Regions from separate parts of the Mus musculus genome. Here regions 2 and 3 are each linked to region 1. A link is a contact called in public Hi-C data. All regions are on one chromosome and are shown on one strand. The core of a region is the stretch at or near the end of the contact, and the rest is flanking DNA. Distances in the headings are between cores, read along the strand shown.

Region 1 (3,177 bases), core at 440-2,939:
AGGAGGGAGGTCAGAAGGGTCTGCCTTTTATTCCGGTTTTGGCATAGCTGCTCACAGGTAAAGTTGGGAGGTGAGCCAAGTGGATTCTGGGAATGTATGGTGGTTGCCACGGCAACAGATGCTTGGGTCCCTGTTGCCTATATGTGATGATGTCATTGCATTCAGAGACAATATGCCATGCTGGTTCCTGAGACCAACAGAGCCAGCCTTCTCTTACTGGTCTTCAGATAAAGATGAAGAACTCTCAGCTCCTCCTGCACCATGCCTGCCTGGACACTGTCATGCTCCTGTCTTGATGACAATTGACTGAACTTCTGAACCTGTATAAACAGCCCCAATTAAATGTTGTCTTTATAAGCGTTGCCTTGGTCATAGTGTCTATTCATAGCAGGATTGAACTTCTGAACCTGTATAAACAGCCCCAATTAAATGTTGTCTTTATAAGCGTTGCCTTGGTCATGGTGTCTATTCATAGCAGGAAACCCTAACAAGGACAGAAGAGAACATGAGGTACTTCTCTTCTAAGTGCTATTTCTTTGGAAACAATTGGAAACTAAATTGTTTGGGAAGACCGACTGTGGAGTGATTGCATATGACTGGGACAGGCTCTCTGTGGTGGCACTCCAGCTTTAGTTGGATCATCTTTGAAACAGGCACCCAATACTCTCTTGCTCTAAACTTGTCTCCATATTTCTTTCATTTTTTGTTTAGTGTCATGGTTGAGGCTCTCATGGCTTGTAAGAAAAGAAAGTGTGGATCTATTTTTATGATGCATATTCCTGGGTTGGCTAAAATAGGCCTCCTTGCCTTTCTCCCCTCAACTGATCAGCTAATTGGAGCTATTTGTGTTTATTTCTTATGCAAATAAAATAATTACCTTAATTATCTACCGAGATAAACTCTTCCCTTTTTTGCATTGATGATGTTTCTGAGTAACAATTTGACTTATTTCGGAAAGAGCATGTCATAAAAGTTCAATTTTTACCTAATAATTACAAGTAATAAATTTAGTTGTTATAGATGTTTGATTATTTCAGTATAATTTCTTTTTAGGATCCATTTAGATTCATCTTTCTATATTTAGCAGTTATTTCCCTTTCATTTTTTTCCAGTAATGTTCTTGCTATCCTTGTTTGTGTGTGCATGCATTTGTGGTACGTATATGTACGCACAGGTGTATGCACCTGTGTATGCCTGTATGGGGGGGGGGGTGGCAAAGTTAACACAGATGCCTTCCTTATTTACAAGTATGCTCTCTAACTGAATCTCGAGTTTCTCCATTTTGGCTAAGAGCTAGCCTGGTCATACTCAGATCCCCTTTTTATTCCTTCCTGAGGGCTGAGATTATAGGCTCCTTTCATGCCTATTTGTGTTTTCATCCCTTCCAGCCCAGAAGCCTTCCTACCCCCCTCTCCCTGCACTCTCCTGTGAGGATGATTGGTCCCACTGCAGGGTGAGAAGATGCTTGTTGTCACTTGAGCAAGGCCTGGTTTTACCACTACAGTGGTTTACACAAAGTGGGCTGCTTTTGCCAATCCGGAAAAAGCTTTAGCAGCAAGCACTGGGCTGGAAAGATGGGTGCTTACTGAGCTATGCCTGTCTCAGCTGTTCAGGAAGCTGCTCTACTAAACATAGCAGAATCCCCACCCCCCCTCCAAAGCCAGTCCCAGCTGGCAAAGCCCACCTGGCTCTCCTTTGGCAACCTCTTTGCCTGAATGATTGAGTGGCAGCCGAGAAAGCCCTCCAAGAATGGGGGGCCTGTGGCCAAGTCCTTCATTTCTCTAGCTTCATTGAACAGCTCTGGATCATTTTGCAAAGCCGTGACACTCCTCAAGATAACTCAATCCAAAGGACCAGCCAGATAACGACCCCACAGTCCTTTTTGATTCCACGAGTGTCTGAGTGTAAGTTCCAGGAAGCCGGGTTTGATCAGCTTACGGGGATCTTTGTGGATCACAGGGCTTTCTCGGAGGGACAGGGATCTGTTCCCTGCTTGTTCGGTGAGCACAACACTTGCATTATTATTTGCACATTTCTGAAGCTTTACCGAGGCAAAAAAACCCCTTCAGTCTCCCTCTTGGGGGAGGCAGCTTTCCTTTACAGCAAGAGATGTGGCACTTTCCTAATATAAACGTGCATACAAGGTTTGTAATATAAAACTCCTGCAGGCTTTCCTTGATGTCTCCCTTCTGGCTTAAACTGCTGGGTGTGACTAGTTTAGAAGCTGTCAAAATGACATAAAACAGTTATTAAAACCACTGGCTGCCTCACTGCCAGAGGGCAATATTGTTCCATAAATAGTCTGCACTGCAATAGTGCTCGGAGCAAGGCGAAGCCATCAACCTTAAGGCGGGAGGCATTTGTAGCACAAGGTAAAAATGCAAGCACATGTGGAGTCCCACACATGAATAAACGGACCCATTTTTTTCTTCAGCTGCAATTTGGGCAAATAGGTACAAGTGAAACACCGGTACTCAGTATCTATTTGAGCACCTAAGTGAACATGTAATTGCACAATGAGCCTTTCACAGAAACTCAATTAAACATGTAAATTATTGTCTAATGTCCCCAGCAGCCAAAGAATATTTTCCAAGTCTGTAGTCATTATCCTCTATCATGCATTTGTGCATCAAAGTACACATTTCTATAATTAAATGACAATTATTTTTACTTCTCTCCCATTAGTAATATTTAAAGTCACAAGTATTCTTCTCTTTGGTGCTTGAATATATTAAGTTTTTAGAGGAAGTACCCATTAAGGAATTAGTGGGTGTCCATAGGGGCAAACTTTTAGTATCCATATCTTTGGAATGGTAAACCAAATAAAATGATCCTTTAAAGAACAGAATTATATGAATGAGTTATTCTGAAATATTTTTGAGGAAGTCCCTATAGCATATTCTTGGAGATGAATGCTGATAACTTTAATGAAATATTAACAACCTTGAAGGTTAACACTAAATAATTATTTGCTTCCTTAAAAAGATAACTATCTATCTCGGGAAACTGGAGGCGGTTGTTTCTTTTGTATAGTTTATGACATTGGTTGTGAAAAGGTAATGACAATATTTGGAATCCCTCTGTGGGTCAGGATGACCAATGAACAAGAATTGGGGACTTGGCTGGCTTTGCATCAGTGCTTCCTGGACGTTCATGTGAGGGGTGCTGATCCTTAAT
Region 2 (3,177 bases), core at 283-2,782, 750 kb before region 1:
CCAGCAATGTTAACTCAGCTTTAGTGTCAGTCTATCTAGTGACCGTGGGGCTGTATCATATTATGATTCTGTGTTGAATTTCTTCATGGCATGTAAAAACCTCTCCATTCCAGTTTTAATTATCATGTTTCTTAAATGATTCCCTCAGACCTTATCAAGTGAGCTGTCCTAATATTTAATCTCCCCAGTCACTGATCACTGAAGGGTCCTGTGCCTTTCTCATGTTTGCTTTACCCTGTAAACTATTCTATTGTCCCAGAGAACGCCACTCATCCAGCCACCAGCTCATTTCACATGGTCACATGGCCTTTAAGGACTGCCTGGGCATACTGGGCAGTGTTCCAGATGTGGGTCTTTGGGTCTTCCCTTTGCTTCATTCCATTCTCTCGCCCTGTTGAGTTAGACTGCTCAATTTTTTGGCCTATCCCTTTCCCTACTTTTGTTTTGTAAGCCATTGCCTCCAAGCCATGGCTGTTACTTTTAGCCAGGCAGAGGTTATTTTTGTTAAATGGGAGAGTAATGACCATGACTGTAGTAGGAAACTCCAGGTCTGTTTTAATTACTTAGAATTCTTCCTCATTTTAGACATGCATCTCCTACAATCCAGGCAAAGGTCTCGCCTACTCTGTCAACCACAGCTCACTTATCCAGAATGTTCTTTAATATCCTTATCCATCAATTGCATCCTCTTGATGAAATGATTTACACTACTTTATCATCATTATTTATTATTGTTACTTAGATAGTGCATCCTTATTCATACGGCGCAGGATCAGAGGTACACTCAATGTGCTTCAGCACCAGGTCAGGAGCCTTATACACTTTCAAAGAAAGCTTTTCACGCTCTAACCTGATTTCAGTTCAGACCTGCTTGTTAGGGAGTGTTGGTCTTCCTCCTGTCTTCTTCAGGCTGTGATAATGCTGTCTGTGGTTTGAATAACTCCAAAGTTGAGGTGCTGAAGGTAGTCACAGAGATCTTGTTTATAAAAACAAAGAGAACATGGCCAACTCACATGTTTCAGAGCATAATTTTAACATGTAGACTAGACAAGATATACTGAAACTAGTAGCTATTATATAATGAGTTTCACTTGCATTTAAATTATTCTTCAGAGTTTTTGAAAGTTGATTTAGAACAAATGACTTGTATTTTTTATTATATTAAGCCAGAGTAATTTTTTTTTGTTAGATTTAACAAGAATTCTCTGAATGTCTTCAGAATCACAAAGTAACAGTCTGCTGTTAGTAAGTAAAATACATTTTTTTAAAGTAAACAATATCAGAGCAAAAGCAGCAACAACCAAATGTGTCTTTTCTCGGGAAGCTAATCTTATCATATTTTGCATATTGTATAGGGAGGCTTGTCGAGTTAACAAGTGGCAGTCCCAACTATGGGCAAAGCCATTGTGTTTTAAGAGCAACCCACATTCTTGTTTTACAGTATTCATTATCTTGAGAATAGTTGGAGTAGATGTGCTGTTGGGAGTGGTTTGGTTTTTACCACTAGATGGCACTGCAGTTAGGGAAAACAAATCCCATAGCTCTTAACTAGGATCTTTGGCAGTGAAGCTGTCTGCAAGGACAGGATGTACTGCTAAAGGGGATTGAAGAGGCCACCAGTGATTTCTAGATAGAGTCTGTGGAGACAGATTGTGGAGATTCTAGCATTAGGGGTTATTTAGCTGGTGCCTTCTTGAAGCCACATTGACACCTGATACAGAGATGGGAACGCATCTTCATATTCTGGAGTTTCCATTCACATCCTTCTGAAATACTTTGTCTGAAGTTGCTTTACATTTAAGTGGTGGCTCTTAATGTGTGTCATAGGTGGTCATTCTGATTGGCTCTTTTTAGAAAGCTGGCCTGCTTCCTTCCCTCCTTTTCATCCTTCCCTCCTTTGCTCCCTCCCTCCCTCATGCCCTTCCCTTTTTATTTATGTGCTTCTCTTCATAAGAATCATTTTTGCAATGACTGTTTACACCATTCTTTCTTCATCTTTGGCTCTAAGGAGTTCTTAAGAGAATTAAAACTTCCCTTGCCTTGTGTCCTTGTTCTGTAACCTTCCTTGTTTGTTTAAGGCTGTCCGAATTAGTGAATGTGCTCAAAGAGAGAGAGAGAGCTCTCTTTTTGGCTTCATATATTGAGAGCCAAGAGTCTTCTAGAAGAATGCTCAGGTTAAGATTTTTTCCCTAACTCTCTCGTCATTTACATGGCAGCAGGCAGAAGGCACTGCCAGCAGGCACAGGTACACTGCAAGGTGGCAGAAAATAATGCTGAAGGTCACCTCGCTCAGCTAGATGGTGGCTGTGTGACATGGGTGACTTACGTAGACTCTATGTCGTTCAGTTTCAAGATCTGTGAAATGGGGCCCATAGCATCTCATTAGGTTGCTGTGAGAATGGAGGGATAGTGGTAAAGCCGCTTTGTCGGTTGGAGCCCTGAGCAGGGTAGAAAAGGGTTTCTCAGGGCTTGAGCTCAAAGCATCTGTTCTCCTAGGAGCTGAGGCTGCTGGGGAAACTGAGGGAGTGTAGTTTAGCAGTTGGGGTACAGAAGAGCCCAGCTATAGAAAGGGTGTGAACAGCAGACCTTAATTTCCTAGTTAATACTTCCTTTTCTTCATTACTGCTTGAAAGAAAATAGTGAGCTAATTTAAATTCTGCTCATATATTCTGAAGACGCTTTTCTCGTTTAGTTTCATTATCTGAACCATCAGTATTTCTTTTGAAGTGTCTAAGTAGTGCATTGAAATTTCTTACTCATTTCTCTCATTTCACATTGAATTAATGACAGAGTATTCGAAGTAGATGAAGTCTTAGGGCTGATCTTATCCAACCTTGTCATGAGACACTGGGAGTGTAGAGCCTGCACACAGGGTTTCTGCTGCAACTTCTCAGGATTACATAGGGAATGGGTGTTCAAGCTGAGGTCAGAATATTATTCTCTGATTTCCAGTTCAGCATCCTACATAGAAATGACCAGTCTGGTGTGTTCCCGAGTCCCTCTTTCCTTCACAGGATGCATTAAACTTTATTATATCAAAAAGTTGCAAATAAATATGTATAAACTTTAGGAACTGTTTGTTGATGAGCTTTCCTGGCATTACTCTAGAGGAGTGAGCTCCTTCAGTGAGTGTGGGGGTGCCATATTAAAGCAACTAAAGGGGATTTTGTAGGTATG
Region 3 (3,177 bases), core at 493-2,992, 550 kb before region 1:
AACTGGGGTTGGCTTACAGTTTCAGAGGTTTAGTCCATTATCATGGTGGGAAGCATGACAATGTGCAGGCAGGCATGGTGCTGGAGGAGCTGAGAGTTCTACATCTTAATCTAAAGGTATCCAGAAGGAAACTCTTCTCTGCAGGCAGCCAGGAGAAAGGTCCTCTCTTCCATACTGGGTGGAGCCTGAACAGAAGAAAAGACCTCAAAACCCACTCCTGCAGTGAGGGACACACTTCCTCCCATCCTCCAATAAAGCCACACCTCCTAATAGTGCCACTGCCCATTGGCAAAGCACATTCAAGCCACCACAGACATGCTTCAAAGTCTAGTGACAACCACAGGTCATAAGCAGCGCAGCTTTGTACCTGGCTGCTAATGACAAAGAGCCTTAGATATGTTCTAGCTCCAGGCTCCAGTTATGGGCTTAATAGAGTTCAGATGTGACTGAGAAACGGGCTCCAGCAGAGGAGGCTCAGACAGTACTGTGAGAGCTCATGTGGGGGACAGACTACATCGACCACATCGGTAGGCTGTACTCTGCCTGCAGTCACCAGTCACCATCTCTGAAGTACAGTGTTCTGCTGTTTCACTAAAGGTTAAACAGCTCGAAGGGGGTTGTGACTCACTCAAGTGAAAGAGCTAATTGGAACCTGAGTCTTGTGTTAACTCTGGGGCCCCCTGCTACTGTCTAGATTAGAGGAGAATCCTGACTATGTCAGTCCTGGGGAGGCAGGATATAGAACTTACACCAGTTATTTTCATAAAAGGAAAATTTGAGTGATTTATAGCTAGCTGAAAAGAACGGAGGTAGAGACCACAACTGTGTCACAGAGGTGGAAACTGCCATTAGCAGCTGCCTTCCCTAGAGTTGGAGAAATGTGTGGGGAAAGGCTGGGACATTCAGACTTAGAATCGTGGAGGGACTGCCCCACAGTACTAAATGCAAGCACCACAGAGGAGAGGCATGTGAACTCCTGTCCTCCATACCCCCCCCCCAGCTTCCTTCCTGGGGCATTTAGCTTTGCCCACCTTCCAAGAGATCGTCCCAGGTAGGCCTGTGGACAATTTCCAACTCTCATTATCCTCCCCTTCCCACTCCCAGAATATCCAACTGCTTATTACCTAAATTAACCTGAATGGGCTGGGGAAGTGTGTGTGTGTGTGTGTGTGTGTGTGTGTGTGTGTGTGTCCATCTATGCAGCTATGGAGAAAGTCGTCCTTGCTGTTTCTGCTGGGTAAGGCTTTCCAGATTGGGGAAGGAGTGGCCACACCCCTATAAGGAACCCCTTACCTGGGCTCTGTAATGAAAGCCAATAAACTCATTGGTTCCCTAGAATAAAGTTGGTTGTATTGTGCTTTGGTATGACACTGGGTCCTTAGGAAAAGGGTTACATGTTGCTTACATCTCTCTCTGGGAAAGAATTTTAGCAACAAGGGAACGAGTGGGAATGTAGCACCACCGGTGCTCCCTTCTAATTTGGAAGAAGGTATTTACTGTCCAGATGCCTCCTCCTCGCCCCCCTTCCCCCCTTCCCCCCCCCCCCCCAGGTGCTGCTACATCTCCAAGGGTAAAGACAAAATGTAGTCGGCTGATAAATGCAAACCAGCATGCTGGGTCTAGATGCTGTCCCTTGCATGTTCTGCTGTCACCACCAGGGGGAAGAAGTGGGGCACAGGTGATGCTGAGAGGAACAGGAAGTCCCCGGGAAAAGGAAGTAGACATTGAGACTTGCTGGTATGCTGGGAATAGACAAGAAAGAGGAACAGGTTCTCTTCTCTGTACCATGTAGGCCTCCTCCCTCTAGTACCCTGACTTGGCAAAGCGTCACGGGGAGCAGCTGGCAGAACAGAATTAAGGTTTGCATGTGCCAGCCCCACAGGCCCAGAGCAGAACAGAAAGGGGTAGACTTAAAATCTGGAAGGAAGTTTTACTAACGGGCACGCTGAGTTTCCACTTCACCTGAAGCCAGGACCTAACTGTCACCAGTTGTCAGTCAACTGTTCTGAAGTCAGACACTATGAACCAGCATTGTGTGTCCCTAGTTACTATCTAACTGCTGGGCCACTATACTATGGCCTGGGTGGGGTGGGGGGGGTTGTCTTAATCTATATGACTTCAGGCCCCCAGGCACATAGCTCTACACACACACACACACACACACACACACACACACACACTTTTTTTTTTTCAATTTAAAGGGGAAGGGAGGAAGGAAAAGAAAAAGGAACCAAAATATCAAGACACCCATTCCTGAAGCAAAATGATAGTTGGATTTTTTTTTTTTCTATTCTTCCATCAAGAAAGTTGCTTGATGACTCAGAAAATGGATCAGGGAGGATACGCTCCAATTCCTCAGTCATGTGGGGCAGACCAACAGTTTAGATACGCCCCAGGGACATGAGATGAGGAGATTTCTAGAACATCTGTCAGGGGAGTAAGCTTTATGGGCAGAAGTTTGGAGGCCAGTGTTGCTATGTTATTGATTAATTCAGTCATTGTTGTGTTCTTTTTGAGGCTACTGAGTACCCCTATTACTCTGTACCGAGTCACTGCTAATTCCCATGGACTATCCATTTAAGGTGGGCAGCTTCCTCTCTTCTGCTCAAGTGACTTGAAGTGCTATTCACTTGAGAAATTACTTTTCTGCTTATCTTCATGAGAGGCATGCTCAGCCATGACATCCCTGGCGCTGACCTTAAGAGTCCTAGAATGACGGTTTTGAGCCTCAGAACCCAAAAAGAGCTATTTCTCAAAAACCATTAAGGGCTCAGAAGCATACACGAGAGGACGGGAGGTGCAGCCTTTTTGCTGTGATAGTTTGTTGACCTTGTTGACTTTGTGAGACAGGGTTTCTCTTTGCCATGTAGCTTTGGATGGCCTGGTATTCATTCTGTAGATCAGGCTGATCCCAAACTTGCAGTGATTCTGTGGCCCTTGCCCTCCAGGTGAATGGATTATAGCAAATGGATCACTGCCTCGTACCCTCTTCCTGCTCTCTCCCACAATCCTGTACCTTAAGTCTTTTTTATCTCATAGCTTTTAGAGACAGAGGGGATGCACAAGGGTTTCTTTTAAGTAAGTAGGAAGGAGGTGGGATGCTGCAATTCTCTTGTTGCAACTCACTAGGAAAGTGGCAGGAAGGGAAAGAGGCTCATTGTGTTGTTCTAAGCACCA

Evidence for each region. A called contact is a pair of places that touch in the nucleus more often than the background predicts.
Region 2: a Hi-C map of cerebellum shows a contact between it and region 1, with 2.9 times the contacts expected there. The contact joins two enhancer-like sites. A contact is called at or near these places in 8 of 484 Hi-C or Micro-C datasets (the N1E-115 cell line, cardiomyocytes, cerebellar granule neurons and 5 more) and 1 of 115 datasets of contacts at active chromatin or transcription factors (astrocytes).
Region 3: a Hi-C map of cerebellum shows a contact between it and region 1, with 1.7 times the contacts expected there. The contact joins two enhancer-like sites. A contact is called at or near these places in 2 of 484 Hi-C or Micro-C datasets (cerebellar granule neurons and cerebellum).

The regions. Positions count from the first base shown.
Region 1 is chr2:142,057,158-142,060,334 of GRCm38.p6, reverse strand. All of the region lies in intron 8 of Macrod2 (mono-ADP ribosylhydrolase 2), which reads right to left. Among named protein-coding and RNA genes, the nearest start is that of Gm25583, 420 kb to the right of the region's middle. Within about 2 kb of position 1,689, at least 39 of the 459 cell types and tissues checked have an H3K27ac peak or open chromatin away from gene starts, as enhancers often do. A contact at or near this core is called in cerebellum and cortical neurons, where this site is marked.
Region 2 is chr2:142,811,571-142,814,747 of GRCm38.p6, reverse strand. All of the region lies in intron 12 of Kif16b (kinesin family member 16B), which reads left to right. Among named protein-coding and RNA genes, the nearest start is that of Kif16b, 88 kb to the left of the region's middle. Within about 2 kb of position 1,532, at least 12 of the 459 cell types and tissues checked have an H3K27ac peak or open chromatin away from gene starts, as enhancers often do. A contact at or near this core is called in cerebellum and cortical neurons, where this site is marked.
Region 3 is chr2:142,609,911-142,613,087 of GRCm38.p6, reverse strand. No RefSeq gene overlaps it. Among named protein-coding and RNA genes, the nearest start is that of Kif16b, 290 kb to the left of the region's middle. Within about 2 kb of position 1,742, at least 64 of the 459 cell types and tissues checked have an H3K27ac peak or open chromatin away from gene starts, as enhancers often do. A contact at or near this core is called in cerebellum, where this site is marked.